2 separate regions of the Zea mays genome follow, and region 2 is linked to region 1. The links are chromatin contacts, called in public Hi-C maps. All regions are on one chromosome and are shown on one strand. The core of a region is the stretch at or near the end of the contact, and the rest is flanking DNA. Distances in the headings are between cores, read along the strand shown.

Evidence for each region. Hi-C and Micro-C count contacts between places; a contact is called where the count stands out from the background.
Region 2: a contact with region 1 is called in a Hi-C map of ear, with 2.3 times the contacts expected there. The contact joins the promoter of LOC118472154 here to the promoter of LOC100281262 in region 1. A contact is called at or near these places in 2 of 25 Hi-C or Micro-C datasets (ear and tassel).

Annotation. Positions count from the first base shown.
Region 1 is chr6:13,760,291-13,764,670 of Zm-B73-REFERENCE-NAM-5.0, reverse strand. LOC100281262 reads left to right here and starts at 2,641. Exons shown (of 9, transcript NM_001154181.2): 1 at 2,641-2,997; 2 at 4,141-4,375. The coding sequence starts at 2,951. LOC100277146 reads left to right here. Exons shown (of 6, transcript NM_001150797.2): 6 at 573-1,109. The coding sequence ends at 780.
Region 2 is chr6:14,299,880-14,304,259 of Zm-B73-REFERENCE-NAM-5.0, reverse strand. It overlaps LOC118472154, which reads left to right and starts at 2,358. Exons shown (of 1, transcript XM_035959868.1): 1 at 2,358-3,765. The coding sequence starts at 3,183. The coding sequence ends at 3,680. LOC100192796 (a long non-coding RNA gene) reads right to left here and starts at 3,787. Exons shown (of 2, transcript NR_160031.1): 1 at 3,698-3,787; 2 at 2,351-2,688.

The DNA.
Region 1 (4,380 bases), core at 1,392-3,891:
TATTACACTCTTACTCTCCCCATCTCTATACTCCCTTCGCCTCTCTCCGTCACTAACGACCACCATGTCAACATAGACTGAGAAATATGTTAACTCCAAGGAGATAAAATCATGTGAAAGCTTCGCCAAACCACATCCCTCTTGTCTGATGAGGACGATCAACATCCCACGCTAGCGCATCAGTTTCAATGTAATGTGCCACATGAGCAAAACCACCTCCTGGTTATTTTGATGGTTCAAATATTTCGGGATGCTCAATACCTGGCTCATAGTTAAGGGGGTTAAGTAGACAAACAACACAAGGTTATCCACTTAACTGACAGCTAATGCTATTGAGTGTTGAGCTGGTTCCTCCAATTATTATGTCATCTGTTAAAAAGAAACTCTCACCAGATAGTCAATTCTTAATAGTATAAAATTGTCTGTATAGATCTGTACAGGGAATTCTGTTATCCGAATGCTTTAATAACATTGTAGCTTATCAGGTTCCTTATGTGCTACCACAAAAGTTTGTCATCAGAGCAACATCCTAGGAACCACAACAGTTAGCATAATCCGGTCTTTGCATGCAGGACTCCCAGCGAACTCCACAAATGGATCAAAATGCTTCTCGACTCATACCATCTCAACAAGGAGGAGACGGATTTTATGGATGCGAGAAAGATGAGCGACCCGGTGATCATCCAAAGGCTAACCTTGCTGAAGGAGATGATCGAGGAAGAATACATGAAGCGGTATATACATCCTGAGGAGGAAGAAGAACCCATGGACGACAGCTAGCACCAGAATGCTCTGAGCGAAGCGAGCCTGTATGTGTAACGCCGACTCGGAACAAACGGTGAAGATTTAGAAGGGACATTCTAATCGCTGCCAACGTTGACGATCCATATAAGTAGTAGATAGCCGATGCCCTGCTCCTTTTTTTTACGAGGCGATGGATGGTAAATTTGTAGCATGGCAATGGCATCATCAGGAATGGTACTTTCTGTTACATGTGTAAAGCTCAGGATTTGTTTTGTTCTTAGGTTCGCAATTTTAAAGATGACACGTTTAATTCTGGAGTCTCTGATTTGGACAATCCTAAGAAAATGGTTCTTTCAGAGTATAAAGTGCCTACCAGTGAAGACATAGCTTACATGTATGTTGGATTGATGATGGTGCAAAACTTGAGAACTTCCCGCAGAAGTCACAACATGAAGCCACCTTTTCATACTTTTTATTGCCTCAATCTCTTGTTTCGCTCAACACTTTTTTCCGTAAGGAGTGCGTTGGATTTGTGTCACTTTAGACCTTGTTTCTCTCTTCTTAATATATATCTGAAATGCAGTTCTCTCGCGTTTTTCGAGGAAAAAAAGATAGTACTTCTATTCAGTCACACCTCAAGCTTGCTCTTGATTGTTTCGGTCCAAGTGATGAGGGATTTTTCATGACTGATATTTGATTTGGACTGGAATATCGGAATGCAGGAATCATCAAAAGAGCATCGTTCATGCACCATACATTACGAATATGATTGAGCATGTTTGGTCACAAGAGTAACATGGTTTTTTAGGCATCAATACATTGATTGGGATGATTGCATTGCTCTAAGTGGTGAACCCTTCATCCAAGCTTTAACTATGCTAGCTCCTAAGGGTTGTAAGACCATTATGTGCTTCAAGTATGATTGAACGATGAGGTGATAGTTCAATTCTATGCAACTCTTTGGATTTTCTCATGAAAACTCATCTAAGCCAATTCCTCCTGAATTTCTCGACTGAGGGCAAGAACTATTAAGCCAATGCAACTTATGTCACCATATCTTCTTTAATTCTTCAACATATGCTCAAATGTAACTTTAGGTGTTGTAGCACCTCTCAATTTTGTTGTTCAAATTCTCCACTTGTTTTTGAGTTCATTATTCTCCTTCAAAAAGGTTAGTCTTACATAACATAGAAAAAGAACAAACATCTATCTGTGAAGAATGAGACATCTATTAAATCATCACAAGAGGTGGATAAGTGCTTCTTTCCTACATCATAAGGGTCAAATTGATCACCTAACCCAAATGATGAGATTGAACTAGTTTTAGATTTTTTCCATTAGAAATGTGATAAACATGTCATTTTGGCAAGTTCTTATGAGCAACCCTAAACTCTATGAATCAATTTCAGCTCTTCAGGTGAACAAGTAATAATATAGAGTAGACATTTTTTATTCATATGAATACTTTAGCAATGAGTTTTTTCTATTTTAATTGTTTTATCCCTCTCATTTTCTAAAGTAATGTTCATGCTAGCTAGTCTATCTATAAGCTAGTCATGCTTGAATAACACGGTCTTTTTATGATAAAATATTCAGGATCAGAGCTTAGATGAACTCAGAAGCCTGCTTATCTAGTTATCTTACGTGCAGTTTCGTCAAGACTCTCAAGTTTCAAAGCACTTGACTGGAGATTAGAGAAGCAAGCAATCAAGCTTCGAGCAAGTATAAGCACTCCATCACTGCCGCGCCGTGGGCCCGTGGCCAGAAGACCGTTGCTGCCAGGTGGGCCCGGGATAGGAGTGAGTGCGCCCCCACCCCAACCCACTTGACTTCGCAAACCCAGGCACGCGGCACAGCAGGCAGGCAGGAACCCACTTCACACCTGGGTGGCTGGGTCTGGCTGGTTCCTTCCTTCCCGCTTCCCTCGTCAACCAAATCAACTCGTGAGGTCTCCTCCCCATCGCCACACCCACGCGCCGCGCACCGCCCGCCCGCTCGCCCCGCCTCCGATCCCTAATCAATCGGCCTGACCCTAGCCCGCCGCCGGCCGCCCACGCCCGCCCGCCTCGGCTCGTCTCAAATCGGGCGCCCCAGGGGAGCGAGGCCTCGATCGCGGCGGACCCCGATGCTCCGCATTCCGGCCCCTCCGGCGACGTCGGCGGCAGCGGAGGCATGATCCGGTGGGGACTCGGCGGACCTGCCAGCCATGGACGCCACCGCACGCCCGGCCATCGTCATCGACAACGGCACAGGGTAACCCCGATCCCTCCCCCTCTCTTCCTCAGCATTTCGCTGGCGCCACTACTGCTTTTATCGCCGCGCGATCCCCCCGTATGCTCGGTGGTTCTCGCCGGGCTTTCGGCCATGCGCGCGCGGTTGGCTCCTGAAATGGGTGCCCGTGCCAGGGGATGGGGCCCGTGGCTTGGTTTGTGGTCGGACATTCTCGTTGTACAGTTTGGAGGCACTGGTTAGGTTAGGACAACTCCATGTGGAAGTCTGGATCGTCGGCTGAGATTGGGAGACAGTACCCAATCCAAGCTGCCTGTTCTGCTCTTTTTGGTTGTGCTGTCGTGCAGTCGGGATAAATCCGTGCAGGTGCAGTGTAAGGGGAAGAGTTAGGGATTGCTTTGTAATGTGGAGACTGGAGAGAGGTCAGAGAACCTTTATTTTAGTCTGGACTGCTACTCAGTTTCTCTCCAAGTAAAATGTGAAACTCTCTCTCTGTCCTGCTTCTGCTGTACTTTATGGTGCATATCTATCTTCAACGCAGATTCCACGGTGACTTTTTATTTTCTTTTTTACTCTCAAGATAAGGCATAAGTATTCAATGCTGGGTCTATTCACATCTTGGGGGTTTGTTTCAGTTTTTTTTCCAGCTTTTGGCCGTCAGAAGATCTGCCGAACGTCTAGCTTTTCAGCCCGCTTCTATGAAAACCGCTTTGGTGAAAACCACCTAAAATCGATGTGAACACATAATCAGATGAGTCGTCATGATAGTAGGAATCCGTCACTTTATAGATCCTAAACCCTATGAACCCTTTCATCTTTTTCCGCACGTAACCTTCACGATAGTCGGATTCTCCCCACAGCCAGATTCTCAGAAAAGTTCGTCAGAAAAAAACTGAACCAAACACCCCCATCATTGTCATGTGATCATGTCAAGATTCCACATTTTTCTATGAGCAACTTACAAAGTCGAACAGATCCTAAAGTAATAGCTGCCACACAATGGGTCTTCTTATAGGATATAAACAGTTTCCATTGATCTGAATTGCTTTGATTTCTCTGCTTCTAGTTTGTTTTCCTGATAGCATGACTTACAGCTTTCCCCCCTACTATGAGTTTGTGACTATGACCATTTTTTCTTCTTACAATATTTTATACTCTTATGTTTAGGTATAGCAAACTTGGATTTTCTGGGAACTCGGAGCCGTCTTTCACTCTCCCCACTGTAGTAGCTGCGAATGAATCTTTTCTAGACCAGACAGAGCTGTTGAGTAGTGCAAACTGGATAGCACAGTATAATGCAGGCATCATGGCTGATCTTGACTTTTTTATTGGAGATGAGGCTTTATCGCGGCTTAGGTCTAGTGGGCTGTACACTTTAAGAAGGCCAATCCGTCATGGTCAGGTAGT
Region 2 (4,380 bases), core at 1,109-3,608, 540 kb before region 1:
CGCGGCCCCGCGAATTCGGATTCTGCTGCCTGCTTCTTCGCGTTCACGGTGCGCAGAAAAGCTAGCTCCAGATTCTGCAGCCTAACAAAACTCCCTACGAGGAGATTTTTTTTTCTCTCTCTCTCGCAGAAAACCTAGACCAGAAAAAAAACCGCAGAAAACTGGGTCGGTCGTTTTCAGTTTTTTTTCACAGTGCTGATCTGGACGTGTTTATCCGGTAGGCAAAAAGAAGAAGAAGAACAAAACAAAACAAACAAAAAAAACAGGCACCTTTCAATGGATGTCGGTGCAAAAAAAAAGAAAAAGATGGCTACTCGTTCGTGTCGTGCATCAGCGTGGTGAGCCCATTTGTAGTTTGCAGCGGTGTGGCGTAGCGAGGACGTTACACGGTGGGCTGCTGCCTGCTGGGCTTTGTGGTAGCGAGTTCTCGTCCGCGATAGCGCTACCGAAGGCTCGGAATGGGCTGGGCCTCCATCTCGACTACATGGCTGGACCCCGCCCCACCCAGTAATTCAATTACTTCTTTTTTTGTTTGATTTGGTTGTGCTAGTTTGAGAACTCAATTTTTTTAAGAAAATTTCTATTTTTTCAAGAGAAAATGAACCAATTCTTCTTCAGAAAAAGGAAATCTCTTGAGAAAAATGTAGCAAGCTCACATGGCTGGAGTAACAATCATCTTCACATGAGTGAGGCATCGAAAACAAACAACCAACCCCCCAAACAAATTATCAGGATGTCTTTCAGTGCATCGTGTAAAATAGGATACGTGGCACTGTAAATGGTACCTTTTGACACTGTTTGTAGAGTGAAGTTTGAATATAGGAGAAAAGATAAGGGGTTGGGATTAGGGATGAAAACGGTCGAAAAGACATCTAAATTGATTTTGTTTGCATACTCTTTCACGGGACGAAAACGAAAGACCAATGATCGAAATACGGGATCGGGGTCATCGGTTATTCGAAAGCGATAAACTATAGCCGGAATCCATACATACATAATAAAGTGATATATTGCCTAATTTTTAAGATATTAAAATATACAAACAACTCTTCTTCATCTTCATATTATTTAGATTAATTAAAACTTTTGTTTTTCTCTTCTTCATTCACTTGAACACAACCAAAAGTATGTAACTTGCATAAATTATACGCTAGATGTATAGCATATTATATAGAAGGGTAAAAAACGGTATCATCATAACTCGAAAACGGAAAATACGAAAACAGGGGGAAAACTAGCCATATCGTTTTCGTACTGTTTCAAATCAGTTCCCGAACAATTCGAAAACGAACAAGAAAAGCGGTATTTGGAAAGGGACAGTGCAGGATTTTCGTGCCGTTTCTGGTCAGTTCCTGAACAATTCAAAAACGAACAGGAAAAACGGTATTCGGAATGGGGCGGGATTTTCCTGTCCCATTTTCATCCCTAGATGAGATAGGGGATGGGAATCTGCTGAAGATGACCTTATTGCCCCTGAAGATGAGAAAAAATATGTAAAAAGAATATTGTTCTCTCACTTGTTGAATACACCTTTTGTCATATACATTGAGTTGAAAGCATCAACTCAAGCACAAGCGGCTAAGCATGTTTAAATTACTAAGCTTTATAAATTAATATTGTTATGGTTTACATTAGGGATGCATGTGGTTATGTTTATATGAGAGATCTATTACTCTTGGCCTATTTAAAACGAATGGAGTACCATGCAATACTACAGTATTTTACGTCAAGATGTTTAATTGTATTTCTTCAAAACCATATATTCTAGATTAGGGTCCTTTTTGAAAGGGCTTCACTTCACAAATTTCATGTTTGTTCCAAGTTCTTCCATCTAAATTGGTCTAGCTTCACAAGCTATGGCTTTAAAAAAACTAGAGGTCAGGGTGCTTCAAAAATAGTTTCTATATCTCCTTATGAAGTTGCATGAGAATTACCCACCATGTCACCAATTACACAATGCATTGCTTAGGTTTTATCGTGACAACCCACTAATCATCAAAGGTAATCCAGAAAACTTACACAAATCAATTATATTACAAAAGCTAGAGTCCATGTGTAAACCAAACACATCTCGAACCCACTTCAATAATTGTTGGAGTTGTTTTATAGTAAAGCTAGAAAACTAAAACTGAAATTCTTGAAATAAAGCCCTCACAAACGTACGCTAGATACCCGTAGTTTTTATGGTTACCTTTTCTAATAAGAAAGTTAGATACCCGTAGCTTTTATGGTTAGCTTTTTCTAATAAGAAAGTTTAGAATGGTATAACTAGACAATGTTTCTCAAAACAAAGATATTGATATGGTTAAGAAACATAGTTGCCAACCATAATGAAGTGCAGGGATCACTCAGCTCAAATAGGTAGCTAGATATTATCAGCAAATAAAGCTCCATCATAATAGGTTCACAAAACGACTGTCTGATTTATCTTAGTGGCAAACGCTGGATTCAAATACAACTAGAACCATGAAAAGTGGCCTACTGAAGTGCAGGCAAGACGTTCAACTGATGGCGGACCGTGACACCATGGCAGGTTGACATCTCTCCACAGGCACACCAACGCATCCGAAGAAATGTATGTACCCACGCATGTCATCAGGTCCACAATCCATCTCGATCTGCCTACTTGGATCTCTGCCTCATCTTTCTGCGCTTCCTCTTGAGCCTCCTCATGCGCTTCTTCTTCCACTGATGATTGACACAGGAGAACGTATCGCTTTAGATAACAGGAAAAATAAAAGAACCACTTACACAATAAAATGCAAAACAGGACCGTTCTTATAAGAGAATATCTTAAGTTGACTGACAACAGAACCAGAGTGCAAAAACAAGAGTTCGTCTCGTCATACAACTTACAGATAAGTTCAAATAATAATAGAAAAACATAGACATGAATACATCTAACAGATGTGCAATAGAAGAGGACTATCTTGTACGAGAATAATGGTCAGTTAACAGAGCAACAAAATAACGACAATTCAAGAGAAAATATCTTGTCTCGCACGATTCAAAAGTCTCAACTAACTACAAAACATTATGTTTACACAAGTGTCTAGCAACATGGAAACGTTTTGTGCTTCAAGCCAAGAGGAGCTAAACGGGAGATAACGAACACCTTGAGGGATATGTGAGCGTCGTCTAGCTGACTGGTATTACTAGCCGTAACCAGCAAAGCATATTGAATGAAGACAATTGCATATTTCATCAGTTGCTGGCTAGATTTCATCGGCAGTGACTTAAGCCATCGTCCACGGGGCTCATATCAAGTGTATGCGTTAAAGAAACCTTCACCGTGGCCGGGGAAGAACCCTAGCAGACGGCGGTGGCGCCGGAAGCACGCGACGCCTCACAGTCCGCAGCGGCTGGACCGTGCGGAACCGAGCCACGGAACACGAGATACCAAGCCCGCGCGAGACGATCTGGCTCGGCTCGCGCAGGGCGGCACCTCGCGTTCCACGCAAACGATCCAGACCCGGCTGCTGCGCCGAGGGGCGCCACGCACGCACGGCGTGATCCACCGTCCCAGAAACGATTCCTCCCAGAATCGCGCCACTCGAGCCTCTCTCTTTGTAATCACAGCCCCGGGACATGGACGGACCGAGTTGGGAGCTAGCTACTCGTGGGAAGGAGTTGCTACGCCACACGGATCTAATCGACGAGATAGTGTGCGCGAGGAGTAGGAAAGCAGGGAGAATACCTTGGCCCTCATGGTCGCTTCTTCGCGTGCTAACCTCGATGCGTCTCCTCCTGCGGCGTCGGCGGCGGTTCCCGATGTGGGGAGGGGATTGGGAGGACGGCGGCGGCTGACGGTATATATAGGTGAGGGGGAATGCGGAACCCTAGTAGGACTTCTCAGGTGGAGTCGACAACGTGGTGGGCTTGGGCCTTACGTGGGCCACTGGTCTCGGCGTCCACCTGCAGGACACTTTGTCTGCAAAGAATTTTCGGAAACCTTTCATCGGGCAATCTGGTGCGGTCGGAGAAAGGCTCCAAAGCCCGCTGCCAATGCTATGTAAACATGTTAGACTTTTTTGGGAAAAAAACATAATTTGTAACTAGCACAGATGCATAGTATTCAACATTAATGGATGTTGCATTCATGACGGTTGGATCTCATATTTTTCCTGTGCAAAGTTTTAAACATGTTTATACAATAATTAGGATATATTAAGATTTTTATTTTTATTCCCTAGATATTTCTATTTTTTTAAAGCTAAATCTAATATGTTTAAAGTTTATAAAGATTTTTTCACAATCTCCAAAAATTTTTATTTTGACTTTTCGTAACACAATCTATCTCTAGAATTCTTTTAGGGCCCATTTATTTTCCTTCGTTTTGAGGAATTGGAATCTAACTAATGTAGTAGGCTATTTTTTAGA